2 separate regions of the Pan troglodytes genome follow, and region 2 is linked to region 1. A link is a contact called in public HiChIP or PLAC-seq data. All regions are on one chromosome and are shown on one strand. Each heading gives the region's core, a stretch centred on a gene start, on an enhancer-like site or on the middle of the called end of the contact. The rest is flanking DNA. Distances are from core to core; before and after follow the strand shown.

Evidence for each region. HiChIP or PLAC-seq counts read pairs in DNA pulled down with a chosen protein or histone mark.
Region 2: an H3K4me3 HiChIP or PLAC-seq map of stem cell-derived excitatory neurons shows a contact between it and region 1, with 4 times the contacts expected there. The contact joins the promoter of ERP29 here to the promoter of LOC737952 in region 1. A contact is called at or near these places in 1 of 7 Hi-C or Micro-C datasets (stem cell-derived neural progenitor cells) and 1 of 1 datasets of contacts at active chromatin or transcription factors (stem cell-derived excitatory neurons).

Annotation. Positions count from the first base shown.
Region 1 is chr10:118,651,065-118,654,546 of NHGRI_mPanTro3-v2.0_pri, forward strand. LOC737952 (putative uncharacterized protein encoded by MAPKAPK5-AS1) reads right to left here and starts at 1,598. Exons shown (of 2, transcript XM_003952305.5): 1 at 167-1,598. The coding sequence starts at 1,598. The coding sequence ends at 1,179. MAPKAPK5 (MAPK activated protein kinase 5) reads left to right here and starts at 1,472. Exons shown (of 16, transcript XM_063784989.1): 1 at 1,472-1,602. The coding sequence starts at 1,567. TMEM116 (transmembrane protein 116) reads right to left here. Exons shown (of 13, transcript XM_063785002.1): 13 at 1,916-2,144. The coding sequence ends at 1,994.
Region 2 is chr10:118,843,767-118,847,248 of NHGRI_mPanTro3-v2.0_pri, forward strand. It overlaps ERP29 (endoplasmic reticulum protein 29), which reads left to right and starts at 1,689. Exons shown (of 3, transcript XM_001139225.5): 1 at 1,689-2,092. The coding sequence starts at 1,949. It also overlaps a transcript of TMEM116 not described here.

The DNA.
Region 1 (3,482 bases), core at 348-2,847:
ATTTCCACCTTAAAATTTCTACCCATCTGCCCAGAAATCTTTCCTTGGATTTCCAATAGCCAGCCCTTTCTCATTCCTCAGGGGTCTCAGCTTAAATGTTACCTCCTGAGATTCCTTCCTTAATCATCTAATACGAAGAAGTCCCCACATCCAGTTATTCTCTTACCTCAGCATCCTGTTTATGTTCTTCTTAGCATCAGACTCGGGCTTTTTCCTGTTTATTACCTACTTCGTTTTCCTGAAAGATCCATGTGCCGGTACCATGTGTTGTTCCTACTGTTTCTCCAATGTCTAGTAGATTTGGCACATACTGATGTGCAATTAATACGTGAATGAAGAACCATTGACAGACGATTAGTCAAAAGCTCTTGCAAAGCCCTTTGATAGGTTATCGGTGGAGAGCAGGGAGCACAAACCTGGGGTCCCATTCTAGCTTGACCACTTCTCGGCTGTGCACAAACTAGTCTAGCTCTCCTGAGCCTCAGTTACCTATTTTGCAAATTAGGGATGGGAACATCCATACCTCACGACGCCAAACGGCTACCTTGTAAAGACGAAAGGAGGAAATGCAGGAAATAACTCCACGTAAGGTTAATGCTCCGTAAACAGAGCTGCTACTGCTATTATATATTCTATACAATCCTGCGCCCTTACGGCAGGACCCTTTCAGTGCTTCAGTCCTGTCTTCTCTCTCCTGGGTTGACCTCCACAGATCCTCTCAGAAGAGCGTTTTCCAGGCGTGAATCTCCGCAGAGTGGAGATAAAGGCTGAGGCCCCAACGCACGCGCACTCACGCGAGTCCGGGCCTATGACGTCATTAGCGCAGCGCCATCGCCGCGGAAGGCCCAGGGGCCTGTCCTGTATGCGGCGTGTCTTAGGGAGGCCCAGGCGGACGCCTGCAAGTCGGGTGCGCGGCTCGGGGGCGGCTCGGAAACCCCAGCGGAAGGCAGCAAGGGGCGCGTGGGGCCGTGGAGTCACGAAGCTGGGCGGCAGGAGGGGCGGCCTGGAGCTCCCGCGGGGCACAGCGCGTGCGTGAGGGCGGCCGGCGGGGCTGCCCGGCGCGGGTGTCCCGGCGATGTGTGGCGCTGAGGCGGCGGCGGGAGCAGCGGCGCCGAGCTCTGCTTCGGCTTCGGCTTCGCGGCGGTGCAGGCGGCGGAGGCGGAGGCGCAGGCTCCTCTTTAGGACCTGGCGAGCCCAGGTCTAAGCGGCGGCCCCGCGAGGCCCTTGCACAGCGCCCCGGGTCGAGGCCCTCCCCGCCTCGCCCTACCCCGGGAGCCTGCCTCCCCAGCTGGGGATGAGGCTAGGAGGCGGCCGCGCGGGGCCCAGCACAAAGACTTGTCCCCAGGGGCCGCCGCCTCCGCCGCTGCTGCTGCCGCCAGCCTAGAGCCGCCCGCCGAAGCAGAGCCGGCGCCGGGGTCCTCATCCCCACCGGTCCCGAGGGGCGGCTGCTGCCCGTCGCCACGAGGCCCAGGGGCCCGAGTGCCGAGCCCTTTGCTCCCTCGGCCGCGCGGGGACAGGGCTGCTGAGCAGCCTCCGCCTCTCCTGGCTGTGGGGGCCCCACTGAGTATGTCGGAGGAGAGCGACATGGACAAAGCCATCAAGGTAAGGGGGAGGTGCCCCCTCTTCCCCCGCGTTGTCCTGTGGCGTTCTTCTCGGCTCTAGCCTCAAAAAGCAGGGAGATTTTGCAGTGAGAGGTTCCATCGACTACCGGGTTTCGGCCTCCCCCGGATTCCGTGGATCGCGCTTTACAGCCCTGGGGCCAAGGGTATGGGTGTGGGTGTAGGTGTGTGTCCGACTCCCTCTAGCTTCCCTGGTGAGTGTGATTTGTGCTCAGCTGGAACAGAGGTGAGTGGCCTGGAGACACTATTAAGTGTCAATGAATGGGACGAAGAGAGCCCTACTACTACTACTACTACTACTACACGTTTCGATCACTCCCCAAGGCCGCCAGCATTTGCTTCCGGATGGTCTACAGAACTTGGAGAGTTGGAATTTATCCATCCCTCCCGATTTGTTTGAAATCAGCCTTCTGGAAATCTGCCGTTGGAAGAAGGTGGTTCGCCGTACAAAACCTGTCCCTTGGGGAATAGGTTGTCCTCACTTTTCCGTGTATTCTTCCCTTTTTCTTTTTCCTCTTCTTTCTCCTAGGAAGCATTGAGTTTACTTAGGAAAAGTTAACAGTTCCTGTGACTTAACTGCACTTAAACCAAAAGAAAAGCAAATGTGTGTTCGAAAATTACACAAATAAAATAAGTTTTCTAAAACCTGTTTTTAACTTTTTTTTTTTTTTAAAGGCACATTTTGCCCACTCAGTTATCTGTCTTGCCAGTTATCTGTCTTGACAGCTGTAGCTAAGAAATTAGTCTTATGAAAATTAAACATTGACGCTTAAAGTTTGATGTATTATTTACTTATTTGTAGTGTTAAGTCAACCCAGTGCATTGAATAATTTCATTTTATCTTGAAGGACAGGCATCTATTGGCAGCTTGGGGTTATTTTCCCCTTCAAGACAGTTGCTAGTAATGATTAAGAATTTACACTTCTACCAATTCTTTAGGTGGTGTATATAGTTTCTCAAAATCATCAAGTCATTCCAAAGAAACTTAACCCTTTAAAGGAGGCATCAACATATAACATATACATTAAAGAAGACCAGGTTTTTTGTCTGTCTGTTTGTTTTTGAGACGGAGTCTCACTCTGTCGCCCAGGCTGGAGTGCAGTGGCCCGATCTTGGCTCACTGCAAGTTCCGCCTCCTGGGTTCATGCCATTCTCCTGCCTCAGCCTCCCGAGTAGCTGGGATTACAGGCGCCCACCCACCACGCCCTGCTAATTTTTTCTTTTGTTTGTATTTTTAGTAGAGACGGGGTTTCACCGTAATAGCCAGGATGGGCTCGATCTCCTGACCTCGTGATCTGCCGGCCTTGGCCTCCCAAAATGGTGGGATTACAGGCGTGAGCCACCGTGCCTGGCCCAAGGAAGACCAGGTTTTAAATCATAAAGATTCTAAAAGACTGCCTTGACATATCCTTCTTTTGTTTTGAGTTTTTTTTTTTTTTTTTGAGTCGGAGTCTGGCTTTGTCATCCAGGCTGGAGTGCAGTGGGATGCTCTTGGCTCACTGCAACCTCCACCTCCCAGGTTCAAGTGATTCTCCTGCCTCAGCCTCCCCAGTAGCTGGGACTACAGGCGCGTGCCACCACACCCAGCTAATTTTTTTGTATTTTTAGTAGAGGTGGGGTTTCACTGTGTTAGCCAGGATGGTCTCCATCTCCTGACGTCATGATTTGCCCGCCTCGGCCTCCCAAAGTTCTGAGATAACAGGTGTGCGCCACCGCGCCCAGCCTTGGTTTGGGTTTTATTGGCACAGAGGCATGATATGCCGCCTGAAGTTATTTAATTGGGTTGTGAATCAAAGCATATGTGGCCAGTTTTTAAACATTGTCTCCTGTGTGCCAGATGGTGTCCTAGGCACAAATGGTACA
Region 2 (3,482 bases), core at 439-2,938, 190 kb after region 1:
AAATCTTGTGAATTCTACCCTTTAAAAGTTTGTCAATTCCATCCATACTTCTTCAGCCCTATTATGTCCTACTGCATGACCTTAACCTCTTCCAACTAGACTATTGCCATACCCCATTAATTGGCTTTAGTCCCGTCTTCTCAATTCCAATCCATTTCCTTCATTCCTGAGTAATGTTGTTTTTGTTTTGAGACAGTCTTCTCTGTTGCCCAGACTGGAGTGCAGTGGCAGCAATCAGGGCTGACTGCAGCCTCGACCCCTCAGGTCCAAGTGATCCTGCTGCCTCAGCCTCCCAAGTACCTGGGACCACAGGCATGCACTACCACACATGGCTAATTTTTCTACTTATTGTAGAGACGAGGTTTCATTACGTTGCCCAGGCTGACCTGGGTGCTGTTTCTACACACAAATCTAACCTCACTCTCCTAGTTAAAACTTCTGGTGACTCCAAACCCTTTAGCTTGGTGAGACCCTTTCGAATCCGCCCCATGGAAGCTCAGTAATAATCAATCAAAATAAAAAAGAGCGGCAGCAGCTGCTGCGCCAGTTCGCCTTTACACAGATTCATCTCAACCAGTTCCCCAACATGCCTGTGCATAATTTTCCCATTGTTAGAAATGCCCTGTTTCTCTTTGCCTCATGCACGCCCCCTCTTATTTCAAGGTCCCGCTCAAAAGTCACCTCCTGTCTACAACTTCCTCTGATGCTCCTGAGCAGGGATGGCTGAATCTCTGTCTCTTTACAATAAGAAAATACGGTCTTTTTTTTTTCTTTTTTGAGACTGAGTCTCGCTCTGTCACCTAGGCTGAAGTGCAATGGCGAAATCTCGGCTCACCCCAACTTCCGCCTCCTGGGTTCATGCAATTCTCCTGCCTCAGCCTCTTGAGTAGCTGGGATTACAGGCACGCGCCACCACACTCGCCTGATTTTTGTATTTTTAGTAGAGACGGGGTTTCACCATGTTGGCCAGGCTGGTCTCGAACTCCTGACCTCAGGTAATCCACCTGCCTCGGCCTCCCAAAGTGCTGGGATTACAGACGTGAGTCAACGCGCCCAGCCGGAATAATATTTTACAGCAATTACACTGCACTGTTTAGATCATTATTCCTATGCCGCCTCCTGCCCCAACAAAGTGCGTGCCTTCAGCACAGAACGGTCTTGTTTCTGCTTATTCCGTAGCCCCGCAGGCGAAGCCAGAGTCTGGCACAAGCCAGGGACCGAGTGACTACCTGCGGAACAGAATGATTAGAATTGCGTCTGGGGTTCCTGGAGGGTGGGCCTTGGCTGGGCGGATCCCAGGAGCCTGGCGTCTCCCAGGGGAGGCGCTCACCTCAGATCAGGCCTAAGAGGGCCCTGCCTGCCACACTGACCGCCAAGCCTGGCCAAGAAGCTCAGGGAAGCCGCGGAGCCACTGCCCGCCTGGGTCAGGGCGGTGACGGAGCCTGACTGAGAATAACGGCTGAACTTGACTAACAGACTGACCGAGGGTTGGAGCGGGTCCCAACCAACTGCCTGACGGCCCAAAGGCAGGAAGAAACGATGGTAGGCCTTGTCATCTTCGAAGGAGAGGAAGGACAGCAAACGAATTGCTATAGCGTCCCCATGCGCACTTGGCGCTTCTCCTCAAGCGGAGCAGGAACGGAACTGGGCGGACCCGCCGGGAGACTCGGCGAGTGCGCGCGCGCAGGAGCCCATTTTCCCGCCCGCAACGTGGCCCCGCCCTTTTACCCAGGCCCTACGCGAGCTTCGCCGAGTACGCGTGCGCAGCAGCTTCCCCGCCCTCGCCCCGCCCCTCACGTGGCCCCACCCTCTCACCCTAGACAGATGGGAGCCTCCTGGGGTGTCCACGTGAGCGCGCGTGAGTCCGCCCCCCCCCAGTCACGTGACCGCTGACTCGGGGCGTTCTCCACTACCGCTTACCTACCTCCCTCTGCCGGAACCCGGCGATATGGCTGCAGCTGTGCCCCGCGCCGCGTCTCTCTCCCCGCTGCTTCCCCTTCTCCTGGGCTTCCTGCTCCTCTCCGCTCCGCATGGCGGCAGCGGCCTGCACACCAAGGGCGCCCTTCCCCTGGATACGGTCACTTTCTACAAGGTAACCGGGGCGGGGGACGTCGCGCGCAGGTGCCGCCGGGGCGCCCGGAAGAGCGCGCGCCCGTGGGGAGACGCTGGATTCCGGGAGCTGACGGGAGGTGGTCTGTAGCAACGGTCCCAGAGCTTCCCGGCGTCCTACAGGCCTAGTGGACTCTGAGCGGAGGAATGTTATGACCACCGGGCATGCACGCTTCAGGGCCCCGGCGCACCCTTGCTTTTGCAGCATTTATACTTGCATCCTCCCTTGCAAAGATGCAGCCGAGGGAACTGGGTGCCCCTTCCCTTCACCTGTGGGGAGAGGGCGGTGCCTGGCGAGATCCAACCCTCGAGTCCCAAGTGGGAGAACCGGAGGGCGGTGCGAGGTCGACGCCACCGGGCTCCCGGCTGTGGAAGCTGGGAGGGGTTGGCGGGGGGAAATGCAGGCGCGTTAGCCTGCGTGTCCGCGCCCCTCTTCCCAGGGTTGGATTGCAGCCTGCTTTGCAGTGTGCAAACAATGATCAGATATCATACATCTTGAATAGTGCAAGCGTGAAGAATAAGCTTCAGTTCAGCCACCCTGTAAAGCAGGGGTCCCCAACCACCAGGCCCGTCGGTGGCCTGTTAGAAACCGGGCCGCACAGCAGGAGGTGAGCGGCAGGCGAGCGAGCACTACAGCCTGAGCTCCACCTCCTGTTACATCAGCTGCGGCATTACATTCTCATAGGAGCACGACCTTTATTGTGAACTACGCATGTGAGGGATCCAGGTTGTGTGCTTCTTATCAGAATCTAATGCCTGATGATCTGAGGCGAAACAGGTTCATGTCGAAACCACCCAGCCCCCCCCCACTCCCCACCCCCGTGGAAAAGTTGTCTTCCATGAAACCAGTCCTTGGTGCCAAAAAGGTTGGGGATAGCTGTTGTAGGAAACATCTTGGGGTTGGCAACAAAATCAGTAAAATTGGGTCAAGGCATGGAAGAATTTGCCACTACCTCCGCCTTTCCCCCCTTCCATTTTTGCAGAATTAGGGATCCTGGCCTGGGTAAATGGACGGTTGGAAATGGTGGCTGAATGCAACACCGCAGTCCCAGTCCCCTCCTCTTGCACCTGTCTTCACCCACGAGCAGCTTTTAACTTCCTCTAGGAAATGGGCAAGCTTAGTGTTGCGAGAGAGCCAGTCATTTCATTTTCAGGTTTTGTACTCATTGTGGGGAAGTGAAACCAAGAAGTAGTTGTCTCCAGTGGTTGAAGTCTCCTATTTTCAAGCGTTCCCTGTCGTGGATTTGGCACTTGCAGCTCATTCAAGGCAAAGTTTCAAGAATTTTAAAGTGTAGGCCGGGCTTAGTGGCTCACGCCTGTAATCCCAGCACTTTGGGAGGCCGAGGCGGGTAGATCACCTGAGGTCAGGAGTT